Regions from separate parts of the Sus scrofa genome. Here regions 1, 2, 3, 5 and 6 are each linked to region 4. Evidence: chromatin contacts called from public targeted proximity ligation data. All regions are on one chromosome and are shown on one strand. The core of a region is the stretch at or near the end of the contact, and the rest is flanking DNA. Distances in the headings are between cores, read along the strand shown.

Evidence for each region.
Region 1: a targeted proximity ligation map of alveolar macrophages shows a contact between it and region 4. A contact is called at or near these places in 1 of 47 Hi-C or Micro-C datasets (embryonic fibroblasts) and 1 of 2 datasets of targeted methods (alveolar macrophages).
Region 2: a targeted proximity ligation map of alveolar macrophages shows a contact between it and region 4. A contact is called at or near these places in 1 of 47 Hi-C or Micro-C datasets (embryonic fibroblasts) and 1 of 2 datasets of targeted methods (alveolar macrophages).
Region 3: a targeted proximity ligation map of alveolar macrophages shows a contact between it and region 4. A contact is called at or near these places in 2 of 47 Hi-C or Micro-C datasets (brain and skeletal muscle) and 1 of 2 datasets of targeted methods (alveolar macrophages).
Region 5: a contact with region 4 is called in a targeted proximity ligation map of alveolar macrophages. A contact is called at or near these places in 1 of 47 Hi-C or Micro-C datasets (embryonic fibroblasts) and 1 of 2 datasets of targeted methods (alveolar macrophages).
Region 6: a contact with region 4 is called in a targeted proximity ligation map of alveolar macrophages. A contact is called at or near these places in 1 of 47 Hi-C or Micro-C datasets (brain) and 1 of 2 datasets of targeted methods (alveolar macrophages).

The regions. Positions count from the first base shown.
Region 1 is chr4:39,608,496-39,611,195 of Sscrofa11.1, reverse strand. All of the region lies in intron 5 of CPQ (carboxypeptidase Q), which reads left to right. Among named protein-coding and RNA genes, the nearest start is that of CPQ, 250 kb to the left of the region's middle.
Region 2 is chr4:39,638,350-39,641,049 of Sscrofa11.1, reverse strand. All of the region lies in intron 4 of CPQ (carboxypeptidase Q), which reads left to right. Among named protein-coding and RNA genes, the nearest start is that of CPQ, 220 kb to the left of the region's middle.
Region 3 is chr4:39,540,693-39,543,392 of Sscrofa11.1, reverse strand. The region is part of intron 7 of CPQ (carboxypeptidase Q); the gene reads left to right. Among named protein-coding and RNA genes, the nearest start is that of TSPYL5, 180 kb to the right of the region's middle.
Region 4 is chr4:39,171,952-39,174,651 of Sscrofa11.1, reverse strand. No RefSeq gene overlaps it. Among named protein-coding and RNA genes, the nearest start is that of MTDH, 60 kb to the right of the region's middle.
Region 5 is chr4:39,660,858-39,663,709 of Sscrofa11.1, reverse strand. The region is part of intron 3 of CPQ (carboxypeptidase Q); the gene reads left to right. Among named protein-coding and RNA genes, the nearest start is that of CPQ, 190 kb to the left of the region's middle.
Region 6 is chr4:39,522,831-39,525,677 of Sscrofa11.1, reverse strand. The region is part of intron 7 of CPQ (carboxypeptidase Q); the gene reads left to right. Among named protein-coding and RNA genes, the nearest start is that of TSPYL5, 160 kb to the right of the region's middle.

The sequences.
Region 1 (2,700 bases), core at 161-2,660, 440 kb before region 4:
CGTGGCCGACTCAGTGAAACACACACCAGAGAGCAGCTCAGTTATTTCCTCATGACCTTGAAGTTCAGGCCCCAGTGACCCATCTTTGCCTTTAGTATTTGTCCTGAATTATTTCTGTCTTTCATATGTCAGAAAACAGTCTCAAAATAAGAGAGAGTCTTGATCGGGGTGGTCCAGTTGACAAGGCACAGACAATGGGTTCATATCCAGCCTCTAGCACTTAGCAGCTCTGCGACCCAGTGCAAGGCAGTTACGTTCTTTGAGCCTTTGTTTCTTAGCTGTAACTTGAGGCTATCAGCCTCAGGGATTATAATACTCCCAGGTACCATAGCACTGCTGTGAAAATTAAGTGAGATAATGTCTGGCAAGAACTTAGCACGGTGTCTGGCACTGTGGTTAATACCCGGTAAATCCTGCTCTCCTCTCTCCGCCAGCCTCACCCCCTGCACAGCTGACCAGCTGTCTCTAACACAGCAGCAGTGGAGCTGTAAATACTTTTCACTAGGATGGAGTCACTCTCCACCAGTCCCCTCCTCGATCAGCTTTCTGCCCTCCCTCCAGATCTCCCTGAATGCAACTGTGACTCTCCTTCTGCTATAATCTCCCTCTGTAGAAACAGTGAAACTTTGATGCTTAAAAAAAAACAACACTTTTTTTCTGAATACTTAGAGCCCTTATACTGTGCTTGTGAGTTTTTGTTTTCCAATAGGACTTAGTGTTGACAACAAAAATAAATATATTTACACTTAGAGCTTATTTTTCACAATAACCTTGACAGTCGTATTTTCTGTATTTGAGAAGCCTTCTGATTTTTATGTGCAGGAGATACATTTTTTCAATGTGTCTGACTGGGTGCTAGGCTTATGGTTTTTTAGATGTCATTTGAATATTTCTGGAGCTCAGGTCCCCCAAATGCAAGTGAGTCTTCAGCAACCCATGAGCAAGATAAGGTATTCTCTTTCTCTGTCTCCTCCTGGTTATTTTAAGTTGGTGATGATTCTTGGACCCAAGACTTTTGCCATTTCTGTTGCCATAAATCTGGATATCAAGTGTTGTTCAGCTCCTGAAGTCCTAGGGCTTGACTGCTTATTTCCATCAGCCTAGGAAATGTCTTTCTTCGCATTGGTCCTGATTCTCACCCCTACTGACCAAACACATTTCTCCAACTGTCTATGGGCCATGTTCTTGCTGCTCTGTCTCTTCAAATTGGACAGATTTAGATGGAATTTGAAGGTGCTAATGTGGACTCCTGAGTAACGGGACAAATACAGTAGCTTTGTTAGCGAATATTCTCTAATGGGACAGTTTTACCTTAAAAAAGAGGGAAGAAGGCAGAGGTTGCACAGGACTGGTCAGATCTTTCCATGAAGCTCATCGCTTGGGAGGACAGTAGCCAGATGTGGTTAAGAGCTTGGATTGGGCATGAGACACAGCCCTGAATTAGAGTCCTAGCTCAGCCACTTACCAGTGGTGTACTCTTAGGCAAGTCACAATTTCTGTATCTTTCAGTTTCATTATTTGTAAAAGAGGAAGGCACTATTACTTGCTTTGCAGAATTAAATAATGTCATGTTTCTGAAATCATATGATAGAGTGTCTGGAAACATCTCAGCCCAGTGTCAGGTACAGCGTGGAGCACCCCTAAATCTTGGTTGCCTTGGTCCCCCATCTTGTTGACCATCTCTGAAATCACACTGGTGATGCTGTCCTGGCTTTTACTACTGCCTCATTGCTCTCCTCCAATTTTTTACCTTTCTGCCCTACCTCCCAGTTCTACCCTTGAACCTGCTTCAAGTCTCTCTCTGGTGTAACCTCAATTTCCATCCAGAACAATGATAACTTAATTTCTAAAAAATCAGTTTTATTTAGACAAATTCAAAGTGTATACCACAATGATAGATGGTAATGGCAATGACGATAAGAATAATGTGGGAATTTCTTACTCGCTTTCTCTTCTAGAGTGTAAGTTTCAAAGAGCATGACTGTCTTCATCAGCCTAAATCTCCACCCCCCGCCGCCACCAGAGTAGTTGTTGAACGAAAGAGTCTTATATTTCAAATAGCTTTGACTATGCCATTTACTCTTCTTGATTTCTGCACAGTTAGTCCAAATGAATATTCTTGGATTTGTATGTTCCCTTCTCCTATTATAAAATGTTAGTTTCTTTTTTTAGTGGAATTCTTAAGTGCATGCTTATACATCCAAAGATGGGCCATGATGGTGTGTTTTAACAAGCATTAAATGTGCACATTAAATATAAATAAGTTAGAATAGGACAGGAAACAGTGTTCTTAAAAATTGTTAGTGTCTACACAGGGAAAAGGAACTCTTTTAGGTTGATTTTAAGGTTTGAGGACAGGGGGTCCTGGGAAAGTTCCGAGAATGGAGGCATCACATTCCTTCCCACACTAAGCACATAACTCTGCGTGGGTTTGGTTTCATTTCAGAAGGGAAGTATTCACAGACTCTGAACTTGGCCTGTAAGATTGGCCCTTAGAGGGCAGCAGTTAAACTTGGGGAGTCTCTCTAAGACGACAGTCCCCTAAAGTCTAAAGTAAATTTTTACAAGTGCCTATAAATACTTTACCAGACCATAAAAATTTCTCCCTTGCCCTAATGGCTTTTGTACCTAAGACATGACATAATGACCTGGAAAAGCAAGAGGCCCCTATGGTCAGATATCCACTACCCATAAGGTCAG
Region 2 (2,700 bases), core at 145-2,644, 470 kb before region 4:
CCATTGTCCACCAAATAAAACCGAAAAACACTCAGTCCTTCAGGGAAGATCTGGGAGACTCTGTATGTGAATTCTTTCCTCCTCTCCCTTTAAAAAAAGTATTCCTGTGGCTATCTGTTCTCTCTGTCATAACTTCATTCCAGAATGAAGTGGGCCCTAGAGATGAAGCAGGCAGGTACCATTTTCCTCTTCCTAGGACACAGATATTTATTTGAAAGTTAATTTTATTTTAATGGGTTCCCACCAGCTTGACTGCAGGCAGAGTGGTAGTGTAAAAGGAGAGCTGGACCCATCTCAGTGGGATTTTTAGGTCATTCTATGCCACAAATTACTTTTTTGGCCCCTGGAAGGTCATTTGAACTCCCTGGACTTTGTTTTCTCCATTTCTGTTCAACTGCTAGCTTCCAGAGTATTTTATCCACTCTAGATTGGAATAAAAATTGTGCCTCTCTAGGCTTGGAATCTTACTTCTTTAGTACTCAGCATGGGACCCTAAATCACTGTTAATTGAGTTGAATTCAATTGCATGAGTAAATGTCAAACAGCATGCAAAGGTGAATTGAGTATCTTTTTCCAGCTCTGAAAGTACATTGACTTCAGTTGCTTTTGATAGCTAGTAATCTGTCTCCATCAATTCAGGGCTTAACTCTCCGATAGCGTTCTGAAAAGCTATATAAACATGAATAAAACTCTAAAATAAAGAGGAATATTTCTTTTGAGTAGGTGTTAAGAGGCAGCATGGCATACTGTAAAAAAAAAAAAAAGCAAAACAAAACCTCTGAAACCAGACTGTCTGGGTTCAAATCCCAGCTCTGCAATTTAGTAGCAGGTGGTCTTAAGCAGGTTACTTTGCCTTTTTGTGGCTGTTTTCTCATCTGTGAATTGGAGGTAATAATAGTTCCTATCTCATAATGTTGATTTGAAAATTAAATAATCAATTCCCTTAATAATTAAAACAGTGCCTAACCCAATCCTAATACTCCATAAATTTTAACTTTTGTCATTTACTAAGCATGACTCTGACAGTACCATATTTTTTATGTAGGAGAGGATTATATGTATTATATATGTATGTATATATATGAAATGTGTGTATATAATATATATTATATATATAATACATCTATATTTTTAACTCCCACCCACTTAGTGATTGCTTTGCCTTCTAACTCAATGTATTAGTTGTACTGATATAACTCCAGGGCCAGCTGCTATGATATCCCTATATATCCTTTCCCTTTATTATTTAAGTCACCACCCCTTGTATGATGGAAATCCACTGACCTCCTTCACTTGTTTTCCACTTTCATACTAAATTTGTAAGAGTCTGAATTTCTCCTGGTCACTTCCTGCTTCCACTTCCTACTCGCTAAGTGCACACTTCCTGCTTCCACTTCCTACTTACGCTGAATGCACAGAACCCACGAGATACCTCATATCCTGCGATTGCACTCACTAAGTCTTACTCTTTAATTTTAAAATTAGAATTAGATTGTCAAGTTCTTTTTGTAGATTGTCCATGTGTTTTAATATGAAAAACTAGATCTGACATAGACATATGCATTCTAGATGAAACTTCTGACATACTTGAGTAAGAAATAGGACTTTGGGCTAGAGGCCACAAAATGGGTTCATAATTATATTACTTAATTACATTGAGCCCAAACTATTTGGTTGGTGACATATGAACTCTCTATGGCAATCTATTTTTCCAAGAAAAGTGAGACTCCTTTTGGCTGCTGTTCCTTGGACAATATGTCATGCAGAATGCATGTCAAAGTCCCTCAGTGGGGCTTGTTAATTTGAAGTGTTGGTCCAGTGGGACTTTCTGATATTTAGGAATATTGTTCTAAGAGTCATCCTTCACGTCTCTTCCCCTTTGTTCACTTCTTTCACTACTCATTGTAGATTCACTCTTTTGCCCAAGCCATCAGCTAAAACCATATTCAGTTAATCTAACAGAAGAGGTATCTGTGCTTTGCAAATAAAATCAGTCATTCCTAAGTAACTGTCAACAGAAGGCTATTTGCTGTGAAATGCTGTTGAATGCTTTTTTGTGTTTGTGGTTTACTGGACATGAAACTGTTTATTTGAAATGTCATTTCATGGAATGTTCTGGTGTCAGTGGACAAAGCCTATGGCCAAAGATGTTATGCTTCAAAATGTGCATTTGGCACATAAATAATAAACCACCATCCATCCCAAAATTCTTCCAACTTTACCATTTTCTGTGAAGTTGGAATTTTAAGTTTTCAAGCCTACACAAGGGGCAAAAATTAGAATTAGCAGTACTACATGGTCGTTGCAATGTGAGATATATGTGAAACATCTTTTTAGAGAAGCATTAAATATAAGCATCTTGACTGTAATTTTTATAAAGCTTGAAAATCTACGTGTTAGAAAAATATTTTATTTATATATTTCTTCACTTGTTCACTCAACAAATATTAACTGTGTACTGATTGCATGTCAAGTGTGCCAGGTACTTTGTAACAAAGAGGAAGGAGACATAGTCCTTGAAGTCTTTGAAGTGGGAGAGATGTTTAATTCAAAAATTGCAGTGAAATTGTTATCAGCTCTTTAATTGAAGTGTGTGCAGATTACTTTGGGCAGCTCATGAAGGAAGGGAGCGGTGAGGCTTGGCTGAGTCAGGGCACCTTCGTGAAGGTGATCTTTGAGCTTTCTTTTATAAAGATAAAT
Region 3 (2,700 bases), core at 88-2,587, 370 kb before region 4:
AGTGGAGATAATTATCCTTGCCTTCTATCCCCCAATGCTGATGTTCTGACAAATGTTGAGGCACAACTTGTGAAAATAAACTAATTTCTCTGAGGTAGTGTCGTTACCTAAGTAACAGATTTCCAGAAACCAAACACCCGTAGAAAATGAAGCATTGCCCTTGTGTTTTAGAATAACTTCCCTCAGTTTGGGATGATGGTTTGTAAACCTGTTTCCTCAGAGACACTGCCTCTAACTTCCACGTTTACTGTCATCCTGTCTCAATTCATTTCTCTAACGATATTGAGATGCCAGATTGCCTGTCTACACCACCCTTGAACTGGTGCCCTTGGAACTCTTACTTTCCCACGCTCAGAACCCAGGAGGTCAACCGTACTCGACTCGCCAACAATAGCAAACAGCCGCTGAGCCAGCCTAAAATGAGATATGGGATTAAAAGTCAGGTTAAACCACAAAGCCTCCCCACTCATGAGTCAGTGTGTGGGTGCCTCAATACAAGACTACATGCAAGAGAGAAAGACTGAGTGAGGGGAAGTTCTCAATGCTTCTTTGTTTGTTTGTTTTCCTTTTTTTTTTTTTTTTTTTTGTCTTTTTAGGCAAAACCTCGGCATATGGAGGTTTCCAGGTTATGGGTCGAATAGGAGCTATAGCTGCCAGCTGACACCACAGCCACAGCAATGCAGGATCCAAGCTGTGTCTGTGACCTACCCCACAGCTCACAGCAACACCAGATACTTAATCCACTGATCAAAGTCAGGAATTGAACCCGCAACCTCATGGATACTGGTCAGGTTCGTTAACCGCTGAGCCATGACGGGAACTCCTCAATGCTTCTTTGGAATCGGAATGTTTAAAGGAAGCATCCTTGCCCACCCTCACCAGGGAAACCTCCCTCTTGTTTTAGCCACATCACCCTTTCTGGTCACTTCACAGCTGCAAGAGTCACTTCTTGCAGCTTTGTCAACGGCCAGGGGAATGCCTGTGGTGGAGCAAGGCAGGTTTATCACTCTTATAACTCCTTGCAGTGAGGCAGGACGCATCCCATGAGGACCCAGGAGGCATCTCAATCAAAGGATGTCAAAAAGGACTTGGAAGATTTGGGTTTTGGTTAGGGCAGGGTTTGGATGGGTCCAGGGAAGCAAGGCTTTACTCTAGCTTGGTCGCTCTCTGGAAGGGGGATAATTTAATGACTGGGCATCTTAAATCTCCTGTCTATGGAGGGCAAACTCAATGGAGACTGATGTTGTAATGCGTGAAAGAAGCAGCCGTCACTCATATGACGCCAAAAAGGGGATGTTTAGTATTTTGTGGTTTGCACAGTGACTTTGTTTTAGTCTGGGCAAAACTATGAAATGGCCTGTTTTGGCTTGCTTCATCAGTCACAGAATGCCCTTATCTGATGCTGGTGTCCCATGAGATTCGTTACCCGTCCAGCTGGAGCACAAGATGGTCTGGCATCTTCGACCACCCTGCCGTCTACCTGTAGGTGTCACACAAGTTCCCAGATGTCAACGGCTGCTTTCTCCGTTTCCAGTTCAAATGTCTTTGTTGGGTAAAATCAGTTTTAGAGCAGTATGATTTTTGTTGTTGTGAACATTTCTCAGCGTAGGTGCTTTACACTCAGTGCTCTCCTGACACTTGGGAAATGGATGGAGAATTATTAAGCTTTGCCATTGTGTGTGATGTGATCAGTTTATCTGATCTCAAGTTATATGTCCCTAACATTTAAGAACCTACGCATTAGGGACATCTAGGGATTTAGGAACAGTAGGAAGAGTGAGGAAAGATCCCTCCCCAAGAAACTATAGGTTAGTAGGAAATTATAAGGAGGAGCAAGAGGATATAAAATTATGGCCAAAGTCTACTCAAGGGTGGAATAGATGGTTGACAGAGGGACATAAAATATCAGACCTATCTGAACTCCTTGCAGCCAGATAAGCTGCAAGAACCCTTAGAATCAATAACCAACAAGGCACATGATTCCTACCATTTTATAATTTCTTTGTTCATTTATACACACACATATGTATACCACCTGGCACTGACTCATGATACTGAAATCATGGGCTGCTAAAATTATGAGAAAAGGCAGCTCATGTTCCAGGAGGTTTTCTTAACTGAGGAGAAAGTAAGCAGGATGAAAACTCAGTAGAAAACTGTGCGACATTTAGTTCTAACCCCCATTACCTTTGAAATCTGTCTGAAATCTCTTGTCAACTGCGGTTATCCTCAGGACCTTAAGGTGTGACGCCTATGAAATGTTCATTTTCACATAGACATAGAATAGTGTGGGAGGGGTGCTCTTCTTTTCCAACAGGAACTTCTGCAGAAACACTCAGTAGAGAGGGACCTTCCTCAAGGGGTGCAGGGAGGGCCCCTGCGCTGCCACTGAGCGGCTTAGATAACCACGGAGACTGAACTCTCACTTGATACTTGGTACCCTGGCCACAGACAGTGGCCCCTCTTCTTTTCCAGATTCTTTGTAAGGACTAAGCCTACTGAGAGGTTAAACCACCCATCAGAATATGAAATCTCTAAGGGAACCCATTTGCCTGGTGATTTCTTTGCTTCTACTTTAAAGCCTGTTCAGATCCAATACTTGGAGGCTCCCCAACACCATAAGGTGTGAGGCTTCATGAACAGGTGGGGAAAGCACCTGGTAAGCTCCTCCTTCTACTCCTGGGGGTGTGTCAAAGCCTC
Region 4 (2,700 bases), core at 117-2,616:
CCTTCCTTCTTTATACAAAGATTTATATTTACCATGGGATCACCCTGTGTCACACTATGGAAAGCAGAAAGATGAAGTGAGATTCTCACATTCAAAAGATTTAGACCTACGTAGGAGGAAGATTCTCCTGTACATACAAATCATAATAAGATCATGGTAATGGCCATGAGAGTCGTAAACACAGTGACCCCCAAAATACAGAGAAAATAAATCAATTCCTGCTGGGGAGAATCAAGCAAGATATTTGAGCTTGACCTCGAAGACAATCTTGGATGTGGATTTTCAGAAACTAGAAAAAGAGTCTCCAATTGAGCGGGGTGAGCAAAGACACAGAGACAAGAAAACACAGCATGTTCATACATTTCTCTCTCTCTCTCTCTCTCTCTCTCTCTCTCTCTCTCTCTCTCTTTCTCTCTCTTTTTTTTTTTTTTTTTTTGGTCTTTTTAGGGCCACACACGTAGCACGTGGATGTTCCCAGGCTAGGGACTGAATCAGAGCTGTAGCCACAACCTGCACCATGGGCCAGATCTGAGACCTACACCACAGCTCACAGCAATGAAATGCTGGATCCCTAATCCACTGAGCAAGGCCAGGGACTGAACCTGCGTCCTCATGGATACTAGTTAGATTCATTTCCTCTGAGCCACGACAGGAACTCCAGGTTCATACATTTCTCAGTATGTCAAAGACCCTCCTATGTCACTGCTCCAGATACATTTCAGAAGGATTAATGGAAAGGAGATACCAAGAAAAAGCACCAAAAATCAAATGAACAGTGATCATCTCTGGGAGGTGAATATTTCCATTGTGTTTTTATATTTTTTTCTACTTGTCTTCGATGCTTATACATTATTTTCAATGTGGAATTTTTTTTTTTTTTTTTTTGTCTCTTTGCCATTTCTTGGGCTGCTCCCGCAGCATATGGAGGTTCCAGCCTAGGGGTCTAATCGAAGCTGTAGCTATCAGCCTACATCACAGCCACAGCAACTCGGGATCCAAGCCCAGTCTGCAACCTACACCACAGCTCACAGCAACACCGGATCCTTAACCCACTGAGCAAGGCCAGGGATCGAACCCGCAACCTCATGGTTCCTAGTCAGATTCATTAACCACTGAACCACGACGAGAACTCCAAGAAAGATTTTCAAATCACCTCAACATAGTTGTCTCCATAAAAGAGGAGAAATCAAATCTTCCCTGATATAGAATTATAGCAGCACAAGACAACTTCAATCACGTCACTTATGACGTGGAGGGAGAAAATGACCAGGAGAGGTAGTTTATCAATCTGTGGGTTCCTGCAGGTCCTGGCATTGCCTACGTGGGCGTACTTGACCGCCGAGGGAACTGTGTTTTCCTTTAGGTAAGCAATGCCTGCCCTCTGCTGGTGATTCAAAAGTTAGCTAACGAGAGCCCAGGTTTTTCTTACCCTGTCTTCCTAAAACAAAGTGATGAAAAGACAAGAAATATGAACTCATCATTCTGATGGCAAAGCCATATGTTTCATTATTTTGCTGAGTCTTGAATTACTTTACGTATAGGGGAGAAAAGTCTGTTGGTTCACTTTTCTTCTTGTGCCAATACAACCACTCTTCGGGCTGGAACTTTGAAACACCCTGTCCCCAAGTCAGAGGGATTTGCTCAGTTGGCAGGAAGGAGGGTATTCAGTTTGTAGGGTGTAAGGGAGCCCAGTGTCTGCAGGGGGTTAGGGGGTTTGCACAAAGTGACGAGGAGAAGCTCTGATAGGAGTTCCCATCATGGCGCAGTGGTTACCGAATCCAACTAGGAACCATGAGGTTGCAGGTTCAATCCCTGGCCTTGCTCAGTGGGCTAAGGATCTGGCGTTGCCATGAGCTGTGGTGTAGGTTGCAGATGCAGCTCAGATCCTGCGTTGCTATGGCTGTGGTGTAGGCCGGCGGCTACAGCTCCGATTCGACCCCTAGCCTGGGAACCTCCATATGCCACAGGAAGCGGCCCTAGAAAAGCCAAAAAGACAAAAAAAAGAAAAAAAAAGAAGCTCTGATACCAAAGGGGATCAGATGCTCTCCTAACTCAAGAAGTTTGATTCAGGCTTTTTCTGCTTTAAGCTTAAATGGGTGATTTAAGCTTTAAACCACCATTTCTCAACCTCAGCACCACTGACGTTCAGGGCTGGCTGGTTCTTGGTCACAGGGCTGTCCTGTGCTTTGCAGTGTGTGGAGCAGCGTCCCTCACCTCTTATTAGATGCCAGAAACCCTCCTGGCAAGTGGTGACAACCGAAAACTCCTCCAGACATTGCCAAGGACGCAGGTTCGATCCCCGGCCTAACACAGTAGGTGAAAGGATCTGGCATTGCCACAGCTGCAGGCGCAGTTTGAAGCTGCAGCTCAAGTCTGATCCCTGGCCTGGGGAAGCCAAAAAGCAGGGGGTCAGGTCTGATCCCTCGCCTGGGGCGGCCAAAAAGCAGCGGGGGTGGGGTGTGGGGGGGTAGGATGTGTTTACTTTAAACCAGAGCTTGATAGCACATTGCCACCAACTGCAACTTCTCAACCTTCAAAGGAATCCTCACCTCCTTGCCTTGGTTCTCTACTCCCATTTATTCACTCGAAAGCATTTGCTGAACCTGCATTATGTGCCAAATGCTAGTGCCAGGTGATGAGAACAAACACATGAATTAGACGTGGTCCCGCCTTGGCAACGTCTTGACCCTTGGACAACAG
Region 5 (2,852 bases), core at 265-2,764, 490 kb before region 4:
AGGTTTTGATTGCTTTCACCTGCCCCGTGACATTGCCAGCCCAGAACTAGGTTTTACTGTATCAGCCACCCTTGCTAATGGTGATAACGAGGATCGTGTATTCTGTTAACGAAGCTAGTGGGAGGCTTGATTCAGTGCCTCGTTCAGATTCGTGTCTTTGTCCAGTTCTCCTGCACAGGCTCAAATGTTTCATAAAGCTTTACCTCCTGGCATGTTCCTTTTGTTTCCAGCCACCTCTCTTGAGCTCCACCCTCTTGCTCGCTTTCATACAGTTAGTCTGGCTTAGATTCTCCTATCTCCAGTGAAGTGAATTTTAAATTCTGAACTTTAAATTCTGTCTCCGTATAGGAACAGAGTGCCCAGCAATCATGGCTGGCTTCCTCATCTGGCGCCCTGCAGCCCTGGCTTCAGATCTACTCATTGCCTTGTGATTCTAATCCATTTCTAGTCCACAGGGATGTTTATCTGGTTTTTTGGAGCCAAATTACAACCTTTTGGTTCTCCCTGTTTATATTTCATCTCTAATTGCCACATGTTTGGAACAGAGGAGGCTCATGAAGATGTGAATTTGCTGTGCCATGTTAAAGTCTCATGATTTACTTTGAGATGTGATTTTATTTCTGGTCCTAATTTCTTACCTATAGCTCTCTATGGTTCTGACCTTCAAAGAGTTCAGAAGGTTAATCTTTTTTTAATGTGTTGGTTGTTTATACTCATCATTTGAGAGAAAGGGAGTTACATCATATTTAGTAGAGAATAAACATGCGGAGGTTCCTGGGTCAGAGACTGAACCCGAGCCAAAGCACCAACCCGAGCCACAGCAATGAAAACACCAAATCTTTAACCACTAGACCACCAGGGAACTCTGAGAGTAAATGTCTTTCATGGGTTTATGTGACTAAATTGTAAAAGTCAAAGGAATTAATTGGAAATTTGTTTTTATTGTGTTATGATCACAAAAATGAATATCTTAAGGAACTGAACTAGCTTGATTCTGAGTCAAGTTTTGTTACTAAATAAAAACAAATCAACTGTAGATTTGTTGATTCTCTACCATATTTCAAGTCTTGGGAGAACACATGTGAAGGAAGTAAATGCCACTAAGAGAGGTAGTTGTGGGGCCTCAAGGCCTCTTCAAGGAGATGAAATTCAAAGCCTCTGACCAAGCATTGTAATGTCCCTTCCCCAACCTTGGCAACCTGGCCTCCTCTTCTTGCCCCCTACTAGGAAAAGTATGTGGCCCACTCCTCAGTCCTCCCCTATAGGGGCAATGTACACCCCCAACTAACCAGCAAGTGGATAGGAAGAGCCTATCTTTTCCCAGCCAATCAGGAGGTCAGCAGATGTATCATAAGACCTCTCGTCTCTCCTGGGCTATAAAAACAGACAGGACCACATGCCCTGGGTCTGCTCTCCCTTCCCATCAGAAAGTCATCCTCCTGCACAAGCAGCATCTCTTAGCTCAAGAAACTCTTCTTTCTCTTCACCCTGCTTTGGGTGAAGAAATTCTTCTTCTGATTCATGTGCACAGACCACAACAATAGTGTGTTTCTCAGCCCAGGGATGGGGATGGAAGGCAGGCTTCTGTCCTCTCCCCATTAGAAGTACAATGAGTCAGGAATGGGAAACTTTAAAAAAATTTTTTTATCATACTTAATTTATAATGTTCTGCCAATTTCTGCTGTACAACAAAGTGACCTAACTATATATTTTATGTGTATACACACACACACACACACACACACACACACATTCTTTTTCTCACTATCCTCCATCATATTCTATCACAAGTGGCTTAGTTCCCTGTGCTATACAGCAGGATCTCATTTTTATCCACTCCAATTCAATATTTGGCGTTTATTAAGCCCAAACTCCCTGTCCATCCAACTCCCTCCCCCTCTCTCTCCCCCTTGGCAACCACAAGTCTGTTCTCAAAGTCTATGAGTTTGTTTCCTTTCTGAAGATAAGTTCATTTGTGCCATGTATTAGATTCCAGATATGTGATATTATATGGTATATTTCTTTCTCTTTCTGACTTACTTCACTTAGTATGAGAGTCTCTGGTTCCATCCATGTTGCTGCAAATGGCATTTTGTTTTTTATGGCTAAGTAGTATTCCATTGTGTATATATACCACATCTTCTTAATCCATTCATCCATTGATGGACATTTAGGTTGTTTCCATGTCTTGGCTACTGTGAATAGTGCTGCTAGAACATAGGGGTGCATGTATCTTTTTCAGTGAAAGTTTTATCTGGGTATATGCCCAGGAGTGGGATTGCTGGATCATATGGTAGTTCTATATTTAGTTTTCTGAGGTACCTCCATACTGTGTTCCACACTAGTTGTACCAATTTACATTCCCACCAGCAGTCATGGAGCGTACCCTTTTCTCCACACCCTCTCCAGCACTTTTTATTTGTTGATTTGTTAATGATGGCCATTTTGACCTGTGTGAGGTGGTACCTCATAGTAGTTTTGATTTGCATTTCTCTAATAATTAGTGATGTTGAGCATTTTTTCATGTGTCATGTGTCTGTTGGCCATCAGTATGCCTTCTTTGGAGAAATGTCTATTCAGGTCTTTTGCCCATTTTTCAATTGGGTTGTTGGTTTTTTTTGTTGTTGAGTTGTGTAAGTTGTTTGTATATTTCAGAGATTAAGCCCTTGTCTGTGCATCATTTGAAAGTATTTTATCTCATACCGTAGGTTGTCTTTTTGTGTTTTTTTATGGTTTCCTTTGCTGTGCAAAAGTGTGTAAGTTTGAGTAGGTCCCATTTGTTTATTTTTGTTTTTATTTCTGTTGCCTTGGGAGATTGACCTAAGGAAGCATTTGTATGGGGGATGATGTCA
Region 6 (2,847 bases), core at 83-2,582, 350 kb before region 4:
GTCATATTTATTTAGCAACGCATCCTGTTTTTGAGGCTCATCCGTGTTGCATTTATCATTAGTTCATTCTTTCTTATTGCTGAGCATTTTGTGTCCACAATTTGTTTATCCATTTTCCTGTTAATGACACGTTTTGCTTTTTTTTTCAGCTTTGTTTGTATTTATGCATAAAGCTCTGCACATTCTTATGAAGATATTTTTGGTAGATATACGTTTTTTCCCTCCTTGGGAGTGGAACTGGCTGGGTTGTAGGAGAGAGGTATGTTTAACTTTGTAAGAAACTGCCAAACTGCTTTCCTAAGTGGTTTGACCCCGTCCCGTTCTTCAAGGTTCCCGCCAGCAATGGATGAGCGTTCCAGTTGCTCCACATCCATTTCTTACTCCCGGGTCCTTGTTCACCTTTTGCTTTGACACGTGGCTCTGAGTTATTAGAGCATCTCGCTCCTCTCCCCTTGAGCTTCTTCAGGTCTGCAGCTGTGCCTCATGTCTTTGCCCACCCCAGTCCACTTCCTAGAGCTGGCTCTCTCGAATGCTGTACAAAACAGAATAAGATGGAACCACATGCAGGAGGCAGAGACTCTGGGCCTTCTGTATAGACAGCAGCCGAGCGGCCCAACAAAATCAATCTGGTCTGACTCTCCCGGCAGTGTGTTACCGAACTGCAGCTTGAGCACAGGGCTCCTGTGGCCATTTGTTACCGTCTTCGGGAAAGGCTTTTTATCAGATTCATAGCAGCAAGTGATACAAATTATTGGACTTCTTTTCCAACATAAAAAATAGCTAGTTGCAGCCTTTTGAAGCTGGGTAAGTGAGCCATTGATCTTACCTGTAGAACACTGCAGGGTCTTTTTGTCCTGTCTTAACTTCCAATATTCTACAATGGGAGCTGGCCTCTCCAGGCAAGCTGCTCTGATCGCTATTCCCTGAGCATACTGTGTTCATATCCTCTTCCATGCCTTTTTCCCAAAGTATTGGGAGAAATTCTCATGAGGAAAGCTCTCTCTTTTTCCCCCCTAGAAGCTAAGGCTTCAAGGCCCTGGCACAAGTGCCAGGGTCTCCATGAAGCTTTCTTTCCCCGCTGCTTCATCCTTCCGTAACTATTCTCTCCTGTGAATTATTATAGCCTCCCCAGGGGAGGGTGATAGCCCCCATCTCAGTTCCCCTACGTGACAAGGACACCCCAGATGTCTGCAGCCATGATTCAGAGGGCCAGCGGCTCAGCAGAACCTCTTTTTTTTTTGACATCGCTTGCTCAAAATGAGCCACTCCACTTCTCACCAGCACTGTCTGCCAGCTGCCATCATCTTGAAACGATAAATTGCTTCAGCTCCTGTTTCATCACTCGCCAGTCAGCGGAGAGCCTGAGTTATATTCAAGAGTGCAGGTTAACGCCGTCAGTCCTCTGGGTGTGGGAAGGCACTGAGTAACATGCTGCTGCCTGGTACCTGAGCTCAGGCTGCTCACTTTCCAAGGGAGACAGTGAAACAGTTGGCTTATTCTTGGCAAATATCCTGAACGAGACAAGAGGGGGGGGCCTCACAACCCTCCCTGTTCTCTTTTCTCTGTTCTCTCTTGCTCGCTCTCAAAGCAGACTGGCATCTTGTCTGGTCCATCATAGACTCTGGGCAGTTATCCCAGATAGTCCCAGAAAGACTACCCCAAAACAAGTCTTCTCTTTCCACTCCCGTTGTCTTTATTCGACTACAGAAAAATCCTGCATTTTTAGTGCTGGACAGTGTGAGCTAGAGTCCCCAGGAAGCTCACCCTCCTAGACCTCCTTATTTTGCCGTTTTGCTCATCTCTTCACCTGACTGTGCCGCTTCACTTTCTTCTTGCCTCCCAGCCCCTGCAAAGTACGCTTCCTCATTCAGAAGTATTTAACATCATTTTCATTTTTTTGATTTTTTTTCACTAAACACTCGGGTAGAAATAAAATCCAACAAAAGTCAAGATAGAAACAGTGCCTACTTGGAGTTCCCATCGTGGCTCAGTGGTTAATGAATCCGACTAGGAACCATGAGGTTTCGAGTTTGATCCCTGGCCTTGCTCGGTGGGTTAAGTATCCGGCGTTGCTGTGAGCTGTGGTGTAGGTTGCAGACGCAGCTCGGATCTCGTGTTGCTGTGGCTCTGGTGTAGGCCGGCGGCTACAGCTCCGATTCGACCCCTAGTCTGGGAACTTCCACATCCTTCCATATGCCATGGGAGCAGCCCAAGAAATGGCAAAAAAGACAAAAAAAAAAAAAAAAAAGAAACAGTGCCTACTTCTGGAGCTTATATTTACTAGGAGGCATAGATACACAAAGAGACAACTATAAAAAAAGTGTCCTGACTGCCTTCTTATTAAAAGTGCAGGGCACTGTAGGGACACAGGAAAGGAGCACTGAGTCTGGCCTCAGAGGATCTGGGAAAGCTTCCAAGAAGAGGTGACATTTAAGTCAGCAAAGTTACCCAGAAGTCCGCTGAAAGATCTGACTGTGGGAATGGGGGCTTCACATACCAAGAGCCATATGTAGGGACACACAGGGTTACGGCCATTATACAGCAGCTCCGCAGCCACTGTGTATCAGCTCCAACAGCTCTACCACCCTGCAAGCAAGCAAGCAAGCACTCAGGGAGTTGGAGAACTCAGGTTTATTACGCCGGCAGGCCCAGAGGAGATCTCTCTCTCTCTGGGGTCTGAGCCCTGAGGAAGGGCTTCACAAGACTTTTATGGGCTAGCTCTTCTGGGTCTATGCTTGGTGGAACAGACCGGAGTGGGTATAGGCAGGATCAGGATGGTTGAGTCGGTACAAGCAGGATTGCTGATGCAGAAGCAAATGTACAGAAGCAGAGGCGAGGGTGGGGTGG